Linked DNA regions of Mus musculus: regions 1 and 2 are each linked to region 3. The links are chromatin contacts, called in public promoter capture Hi-C maps. All regions are on one chromosome and are shown on one strand. The core of a region is the stretch at or near the end of the contact, and the rest is flanking DNA. Distances in the headings are between cores, read along the strand shown.

Evidence for each region. Promoter capture Hi-C pulls out the DNA fragments that hold promoters and counts their contacts.
Region 1: a promoter capture Hi-C map of hippocampal neurons shows a contact between it and region 3, with 2.1 times the contacts expected there. The contact joins the enhancer-like site here to the promoter of Anks1b in region 3. A contact is called at or near these places in 5 of 39 promoter capture datasets (the 3T3-L1 cell line, embryonic stem cells, frontonasal cranial neural crest and 2 more) and 1 of 115 datasets of contacts at active chromatin or transcription factors (forebrain).
Region 2: a promoter capture Hi-C map of second pharyngeal arch cranial neural crest shows a contact between it and region 3, with 3 times the contacts expected there. The contact joins the enhancer-like site here to the promoter of Anks1b in region 3. A contact is called at or near these places in 8 of 39 promoter capture datasets (3T3-L1-derived adipocytes, embryonic stem cells, hippocampal neurons and 4 more), 2 of 484 Hi-C or Micro-C datasets (cerebellum and cerebral cortex) and 2 of 115 datasets of contacts at active chromatin or transcription factors (embryonic forebrain and embryonic hindbrain).

Annotation. Positions count from the first base shown.
Region 1 is chr10:90,722,584-90,725,552 of GRCm38.p6, reverse strand. All of the region lies in intron 17 of Anks1b (ankyrin repeat and sterile alpha motif domain containing 1B), which reads right to left. Among named protein-coding and RNA genes, the nearest start is that of Apaf1, 360 kb to the left of the region's middle. Within about 2 kb of position 1,277, at least 29 of the 459 cell types and tissues checked have an H3K27ac peak or open chromatin away from gene starts, as enhancers often do. A contact at or near this core is called in forebrain and hippocampal neurons, where this site is marked.
Region 2 is chr10:90,682,628-90,685,592 of GRCm38.p6, reverse strand. The region is part of intron 17 of Anks1b (ankyrin repeat and sterile alpha motif domain containing 1B); the gene reads right to left. Among named protein-coding and RNA genes, the nearest start is that of Apaf1, 400 kb to the left of the region's middle. Within about 2 kb of position 1,487, at least 2 of the 459 cell types and tissues checked have an H3K27ac peak or open chromatin away from gene starts, as enhancers often do. A contact at or near this core is called in second pharyngeal arch cranial neural crest, where this site is marked.
Region 3 is chr10:89,872,120-89,874,898 of GRCm38.p6, reverse strand. Anks1b (ankyrin repeat and sterile alpha motif domain containing 1B) reads right to left here and starts at 1,390. Exons shown (of 27, transcript NM_001359241.1): 1 at 1,094-1,390. The coding sequence starts at 1,227.

The sequences.
Region 1 (2,969 bases), core at 28-2,527, 850 kb before region 3:
CTGTTATTCTATCTTTTAGCATTTAGGGGATTTTGAAATCCTGTGTTTTGTGGATGGTTTGTGTGTGTCTGTCTACGGATACAGATCCATGTCCCTCTTACTCATCAAGGAATGTCCAGTATCACTGCAGCACAGGAAAGCGTAATGGTTAGAGCCCTTGCGTGGTTTCCCATCCTGTCTAAACAGTTATGACCTGTGGCACACACACTGACATCTGACTGGCATGACAAGCATTCTAGGATTCCGTTGAGCTTGTTGCCTTCATTATAGAGGTTTTTTTTTTTTTTTTTTTTTTTAATTGCCTTTTTACCCTTCCAGTTTCTCTTGCTGCTGGTGGAGGCCACACAATATGATTTGGCTAATAAAAGGTAACAGGAAAGCTGGCAGAGGATTCTGGGAATGTTCTGAATTCCCACTGAGAGGGACACAAGCAGGATGACATCATCCCTCTTCTTTCCTTAACCTAAATGTGGACATGACTCCTCAATGCTGGGCAGCCATTACTGCCCATGAGACAAAGGGAAGCTGGTTCTCAGAGGTGCTAGCTACAGAAATACTAGGAGATAGTAACTGCTCAGCTGAGTGCTATGGGAGAAGGGCTAAATGACAGTTTCAGCTATAAGTAACTGGGTGACTTTTAGGTAAAAGTGATTTTGAGCCTAGTTCTTTTACTTAGTTTTAAAATGGGATCATAGCAACCTCTTCCTCATGAGATTGTTGCAAAGATTAAATGAGATTTCATATATGTACGTATACATGTACAGGACACAAAATATATACAAAAAACCAATAGGAGTTAATTGTCATGTTTATTTCTATTTTTTGGTGATGGGGGCCTTTGTAAGTAAATCATGGTTGAATGAGTAGGTCACAGTTAAAAGATGCAGGCTCAACCCAAGGCAGCAAAACGATGCTGATGTTTTTGGAAAAAAAAAATGAGAAAAGGGGGGGAAAAGATAAGGTAGCCAGAGGCAAGCGACAAGGCTATAGAGGGGTCATGTGGGCTCTGGGCCGGGGCACAGTGGCCCACGAGAAACCTCTCTTGGTGAAGGACCAGCGTGTGGGTGCTGAGGCCGCACCTGTGGTCCCAGGTGTGCCAGCATCAAGACACTGAATAGACGTTTGTTGGTTCCCTGATTAACTGAATGAACAGTGAGGGTATTAACTGAAAAGAAACTGCTATCTCTTCCTTAAGGCGGAAGAGCTGGAAGCGGCAGGAAGACTTTTCTCCAGAGCCATCTGTACGCTTTTTATAATATTTGCCTGGAATCGTGTGGGTGAAGATGCAGCGCTCTATAATTGCCTGTGCCCTTGCGAGGAGCCGATAAGAACATCCGGTGGGGGCAGAAGCAGAGGCAGAAGGAACAGATTTCCCACAGAGTAAAATGTTCTTTTTCATGAGGGGGGAAAAAAGTTCCTTGCTATGACAAGAAGAGGAGACCCTACAGCAGAGCGGCAGATGCCTCCTAATAGAGAGAGATTGCCAGAGTTGCCCACCAGGAGCCGGCTGCTCATTACACGAGGAACAAACGCAGGAGCCAGCATGGCCGCCCTCTCCTCTGTTCTGTGGGCTGGTGCTGGAACTGTAGCATGGACAGAAAGGTGGCTCGCTTTCATTGCTGTGGCCATGGGTGACAGCGCGGTGGTCGTCGGAATCGCACTGAACCATCCCCTCCTTTTCATCTGTTCCCACCTTACCCTGCTATGACCCTGGCATGTTTCTAATCCTCACTGTACAAAACATGTCTGGACAGCCATGGGAACCTGAGACCTATAAAAAGGCTTAGTCACATGGGATGAAGAGGCAGATGCCTCCACGAGGGGACCAGCTCTGATAGCCACGTTGCTGAGCATTATTTATATCAGAACTTAGCATGAAGGCTCCCTATTTTATCCGCTGTCCCTTCCCCGAGTATCTCATCTCTTTGGATTATTTTGGCTTTATCTTGTGTGTACTTTAAATGTGGTAATAAATCGCAAGCAGTTCTGCATTCCGATGTGATTTGGGCATACACATTTGCACCCCTGTTCTAAGAAATGAGGCCCATAAAAGTCTTCCATGAGTGACATGCACATGTGTACACACTACACACACACACACACACACACACACACACACACACACACACCAGAGAGGAGTTAAAAGCATATGCTGATAACTGAATCTGCTGATGACATTTTGAGTAGTGAGCCCACTCCGCACAGCTGAAGGGTTTGGCATGGTACTTGTTCATGGGAACAAAGAGCTGGAATAAAACACAGTGCTGAAAGTCTTCCAGTGACTGGAGAAGCCGAGAGAAATTAGTATCTTCCCCCCACCCCCGGCCTCCCAACAGAGCTGCTGGTTGAGGCTTATGATCATCTCAGTGAGAGTTTCATGTGGCTCTGTAGGGCAGACTCCAGCTTAGTGACACTCTCACGCAGAGTCCTTGGGGCTGAGGAGGTAGAATAGATAAACATTCAAAAGCACGGAGCTTGGGCCAAAGCCTTTCTCACTTTAAGACTATGCCAGCTGGAGATTAACAACGTGGCTAGAATGTACGGCGTAGAACCGGCACTCTGAGAACTTAACACATTGATTCTCGTCAGTGACACTGAGTGTCTGGTACTAGCAATGGGCCCATGGTTCCTGCTGGGAAGGATCCACCCCTCATTAGAAAGCTGTTATTGGTTAGATGGTTTGGATTTGACTGATCCGTAGGAGAAGCTCACTACCTCTATGTCCTCATTTCTGTAAACATCTATTGTAAGTCCATCTGTACAGAGATTGTACTGGGTGCAATGCTCAGGGGCAAAAATGTCCTATTCAAATAGGTCAGAGACTCGAGGTCAGAAACAGACCTCTTCTCTCTAGCTACAAATCCTGCCTTGAGTGATCTCATCCCCAAGTTGCTTCTAAGGTCTCAGAAGCAAGAGAAACCTGAGAGTTTCAATTTGCCAAGAGAGAAATTGGTATCTCTTAGATGCTA
Region 2 (2,965 bases), core at 238-2,737, 810 kb before region 3:
CATAGAAATAAGAATCCACACAGAAGAGTGGAGAGTAGGGTTGGCTTCCAGGCTATGGGACTGACGTAGGTTTAGTATACAAGCTGCTGCTCTCTGAGACCCTCTGTACTTCCTGTCATGCACAGGGGTCACTATCGTCACATTTTAAAGATATTTTTTGAACAAGGAACTTGATACCTACAGCATTTAAAACAATGGAGCAAATATTATCAAAGAATGGGTGAGAAATTAGAAAGTTTCCTTTCTAAAACATTCTTTTGTTTTGCTTTTTTAAAATAAATTAATTTTTTTTTACTTATTTGTTCTACATTCCACTCACTGCCCCCTTCCCAGTCACCTCCTCCCATAGCCCTTCCTCCATCTCCCCTCCCCTTCTCCTCTGAGCTGCAACCCGCTGCGTATCCCCCCACCCTGGCACTTCAAGTCTCTGCAATCTGCAAGGCTAGGCTTTTCCTTTCCCACTGAGGCCAGACAAGGCAGCCCAGCTAGTAGAACATATCCTACATATGGGAAACAGCTTTTGGGATAGCCCTGGCTCCCGCTGTTCAGATCCCTCATGATATCTGCTACATATGTACAAGGAGGTCTGGGTCTAGCCTGTGCTTGTTCTCTGGTTGGTGGTTCAGACTCTGGGAGCCCCAAGGGTCCAGGTTAGATGACTGTTGGTCTTGCTGTGGAGTTGCTATCCCCTTCTGGGCTGTCCCACCACGTCCTTATGGTGTTAGGCTATCATGGAATGCCCCCCAGAAAGGTAGAAATTAAATCATTAACATTGAGGAAACCTAGAGGAGCAGTACACCAGTCCTTCATCAATGCAAGCACACAGTTCCAGAAGGAGCTGGGAGAGAAGCAAATGACAAACGAATCAATTTGCTGCTGCAAACATAATCCCAAATGCTATCCGTGGGAGATGAGAAACAGCTTTCACAGGATACATGGGGGTATTGCTGCCTTCGCTACTTTATTAACTTCTACCCAGAGGTATTAAAAACCAAACACGGCATTAGAGGTTTTTTTTGTGTATTTGTTTGTTTGTTTGTTTTTCTTTAAGCAATTCTGTATTATTATGAGCAAGGATTTAAGAATGTACCGAAACCTGATTCATTTTATTTTTATTTTTATTTTTTGCCTATTCCATAGGAACATTTGTCATTATTAGTATTGCAGGATACACTAATCCTGGGTTAGAATGATTTCCTTCGTAAATAATAGAAAAGTCAATGGGAAGAAATTAATCACAGGTTCTACAATGAGATTCACAAGTTAATGGATTGAACAGTGTTCTAAGGTATTTGGGTGTACCCAAGTCTCTTTAGTAGACACACAGGGATAAAAAAAAATAACATTTTTTTTTTTTAAACAATGTGTGAGCTGTTGAGGTTGTGGCTAACAGTAGAAACATTAGTCAAAGTGGCTAATACCATATGTCAGGCCTGAGTAACCTCTGAGAGGAGAAAAAAAGTAATGGAACTTTGAATGGCTAACTAGTCATTAATTCCCTTAACAAGCCTTCGGAGGGACAATAACTCAAAGCAGATGTTCACAGAGCTAGCGTCTGCAGAGGGGACAATTTCCCCTGCAGTCACTCCTAACATGTTCACACTTTAACACTAAAATGCAGATAGAAAGGTCGGATTGTGATGTCATCACCAATAGTGGCCCAGATGGGAATAAATCAGCCAATGTCAGGATCTGAACATGAAACTCAGATTGAGAGCTAAAAGGGGCAATGGTTGGCCTCTATTTCAGGTTCCAATTTGAGACAGGACTGGGCCCACAAAACCAACAGTGCTTCCTGCTTTAAAACTTTCTCCCTGCTAATGGTAAGATGTCCATTCTTTTGTCTCTGCCCAACATTTTGGGTAGCTCTGTGACCAAATCGAATATTTGTTTACTCAAATAATCTCTATTTTCAAAACCAATAGAGACTATCATGGAAAAGTCTTTAGGGACTTTCCAAAGATTATAATTTCAAATAAGCATTTGTAATGTTCAAATCAAAAACTTGGACTGTTTCATTTCCTCCAAAAAATAGGTTGCACAAACTTATACTTATGTGAACAACCGAGAGCATATTACCATGTGCTCTGGGTGTGTCCCCTCTAGTGCCTGACGATACCTGACATTATTTACAGTCCTACCAACAGCTATCCTGCTTGTTCTTTCTTCTCCCCTCTCCACAGCTTACCTCTGCCCCTCTGACAGCTTGGATTTGCATTTCTGCTCTCACTTTACAAGGAGAAGTCTGGCTCCCTTAAAATCAGCTACCCATGCCGTGATCCCGGCTGTGAACCATCCGCCCCACAGTGACCCGGGATGGGGATCATCAGCTAGCTATAATGATCTGTGATGGGAACCAGCCAGTTACTGTAGTGATCAAGGACAGCAATCAGCCACTCTACATTGATCCATGCTATGAGTTCCCTAGAAGCCTTTACTTTAAATCCGGATCACCGAACGTCCCCTTTATCAGCCAGGAAACAACAAATTATGTGTGCTCAATACAATTATGAGTTGGCCCTACATCACATAAGGGACCACTCGATACCTGTCTTCATTAGTTCAGATAAACGAAGGTCATAACTTTGTCTTCTCCCTTCTGATGACATCAAACAGTCTTGAATTTGAGATTACTCAAAAGCTTTGAAAGACCTTCTCACATTAACTAACCAACCAACAAACAAAAGCAAGCAAGCAAATTCTAACCACCCAGCCCCTCTCAGTTCTTGGTGCTATAAAGTTCTGTTTTCTAATTCTGTCTAAAGACAGAGTTTTTCCCCCCACAGTAGCACGTCTATTGAGCTAAGTCTTGCAAAGCCTTCCCATTTAGAATGTGAACTTCCCATACAGATGTCACAGAAACTTAAATCCAATGAGTTTACTTTAAGGAAAAAAAAATTGGGTTGATGGTAGACGCACAGGTTAGAGGAGGTCTTGAACACAGCAACCTTGCTTTCAAATTTTA
Region 3 (2,779 bases), core at 141-2,640:
TGCACACACACGCACACACACACACACACCAAGTAAGTGTAATTATTTTTATTTTTTATAAAAAGTAATACAAAATATTTTTAAGCAAGAAAACCACTCCAGCTTTTAATTTTTTTTACAAGTATCATTAAGTTGCCATTAAGAGATGTTTTAAGATAGAGTTATGTATGATGATAGATGCCTCCAAAAATACACAAGACACACTGAACAATCACGACTTGAGAACTAAAGAGCTTTCCTTGAATTTCATTGAGTGCTCTTCAGGCTTCCTGCCTCCTAAGAGATTTCATTTGTTCAATTCAACTTTTAATAGTTTCTCAAACATGCAGACAAACCCTGCTCTCTCTAGCTCTCTCTAGTATGGTGAATAAAGACTTTGACTTTTTTTAATGTCACCTTAGAAAGAACCTTTGAGAACTAATATTCGTCTCACCTGCAACATGTTAACATTAAAAGGCCTCTGCTGTATTTATTCCACACACGCTTTCCCAAGCCGGATGTTTCCCTCAGCTGTGTCTGGGAAACTGAAAGTAAACTAAAGCTGCCCAACCTGCCTCATCAAGTTTTACACACTCCTGATTGACATCTCAGAAGGTTCCCTGGCTTTGTTTTTGTGGGATCGTTACCCACTGCTGATGCTTTCTGCCCAAGAAGGAAGCAGCAATCCAGGGAGTCGGTGGCTTTCGCAGGATAACTGCAAGCATCCAACAAGCTTCTCATTTAAATAGCCAAATAGTAGGGGGTGGGCTTTCACAGCTGCAAACACAAACAGTACCAGGCATGCCGATTTCCTTCTAGCAACACCAGTACATGTACAAGTTCTGCACCACGGTTTAGAGAAAAGTAGCTGATTGACGCATTGATGGAAAAGCTATTTTAAAATTACTCCAAGAGTCTAAAGCATCGGTCTAACTGGGAGGCTCTTGCCTCCTCTTCACACACACGGTCTGTTTTCCTGTCTAATTTAAGAATGAATCGCTGACACCTCCAGGTGCAATATACCCTGAGGAGAGAACGTACCCATCACAATGCTAACGAGGGGTGTGCATACCACCACCACCACCCCGAGCCCGCAGTGAGTGCCAGTTCTTACCTTAGCAGATTAGACAGGGGCAGAGGTCCGGATCCACCACCCAGGATCCCTCCTTTCCTGCCAGATAGGAGTTTCTCCACCAGAGCCACATTGCCAGTACGAGCAGCTTCCAGCAGCTCCTGGTCCTTCCCCATAGTCTCTCACCGAGTCCGCTACAGAGTCCTTTCCCTGCTCCAGGTCCACTCCCCAAAAGCCAGGGCCCTCCCCGCCCCACCCTATAAGGATGCCCGGGCTTATTCCCTGCAGCCCCGCGCAGGGAGCAGCACGCCGTCCTCCTTCTCTCCGCGCAGCTTCTACAATGGGGAGCAGCCTGTGTTTGGGCAGAGGGGCTGGCCAAGCGGCGACGCGCCCCCACAGCCACTCCCCTGCATTCCCGAGGCCTCCTTCCCGCGGGTGGGGTGCGAGCGGGTGGGGACCGGGCCCGGGCGCTGCCGAGGAACGGAAGGAGGATGCTGAGCTCAGAGAACGCCGAGCCCTGAGCAGGATGCTCCGGCGCTGACAGGAGGATGCTGAGCAGCGGGGAGGATGCTCCGGCACTGAGGAGCTCAAGGAGCGCTCTGAGGCTGATGAGGAGGGAGCGAGTCGAGCGCGTCCTCCCCAGAGCTAGAGGGTATCGAACCACGGCAGCGGAGGCCCGTGCGTACAAACGCCCAGCCTGGATCCACCTGGGTTCCGCGCCCGGCGGGCTCGGGGCTTACACGGGGACGACGGCCGCGGCCCGCGGCTGGGGTGGCTGCGGCCCGCGCCGAGGCTGGGCTGTGCGGACGAGCCGCGGCGGGTGCGTGCGGAGGGCGGCGGCGGCGGCGGCGGCTCGGAGGCTCGGCGCGCGGGGGGCGTGTGCGCGCGGCAGGTGCGGCCCGGGGCCGACCGTGGGGCGGGCGGGGGGTTGGGGGGGGGGTGCAGTTCTGTGCCAGTGGGCGGGGTCCTCCTTGCTCCCTCCTCCGTGCTCCCTCCGCTCTCCTCCCTCCTTCCCCGCTCTTTGCTCCCTCTCCCTCCTCTCTCTTCTCCCCCCACCCCCCACCCCGCTTCTGCTCCCTTCTCCCGTCTCTGAAGAGGTTTAACTGTGTGAGTACTGGAGATCACCCCGCTAGCTGCTGAGGCGCCTTCTCTGCCTGAAGCCCAGAGTCAGTAACCAGACTTGGGGAAAATCTTCCACTAGGAGGTGATGGAGAACGAGGTGCTGAGAAGAGGCGCTTTTGCTGCAGTTTCTGTCCCAGTCCGGGGGACTTGAAGGATATTTCATCCTCTTGCTTTACCTCTCTGGTGAGAGTCTGAGATGTCCGTCCTTGGAAGAAGCTGAAGAGGTTTGGTTTATCCTAGTTTCTGAACCACTGAATGCCTTGTGACTTTTGCAGGTTTTTTAGGGTCTTTAATCAGCCTGAATTTTACTCGGGCTTTGGAGAGCTGCTGACTTGTGCAAATACCAGAAAAAGGGTTCTCATTGGAAATTCTTCCACATCCACCCTAGGAAAAATATAAATGGGCATGGATGAGAGAGCTGCTTTGATTTGCATATATCATCAGCAGTTCATTGTGTATGACTGCCTTGATTTTGTTGGATGTTTTCCTTGCTCGTGGCAGAGAACGCATGCTTATTTTCTTTTGAAACTTCCTGTGACAGCTTGTGGTCAGTTGATAGGAAAAGATGTGATTGTCATTTTGCTTACAACAACCCAACGAACTGGA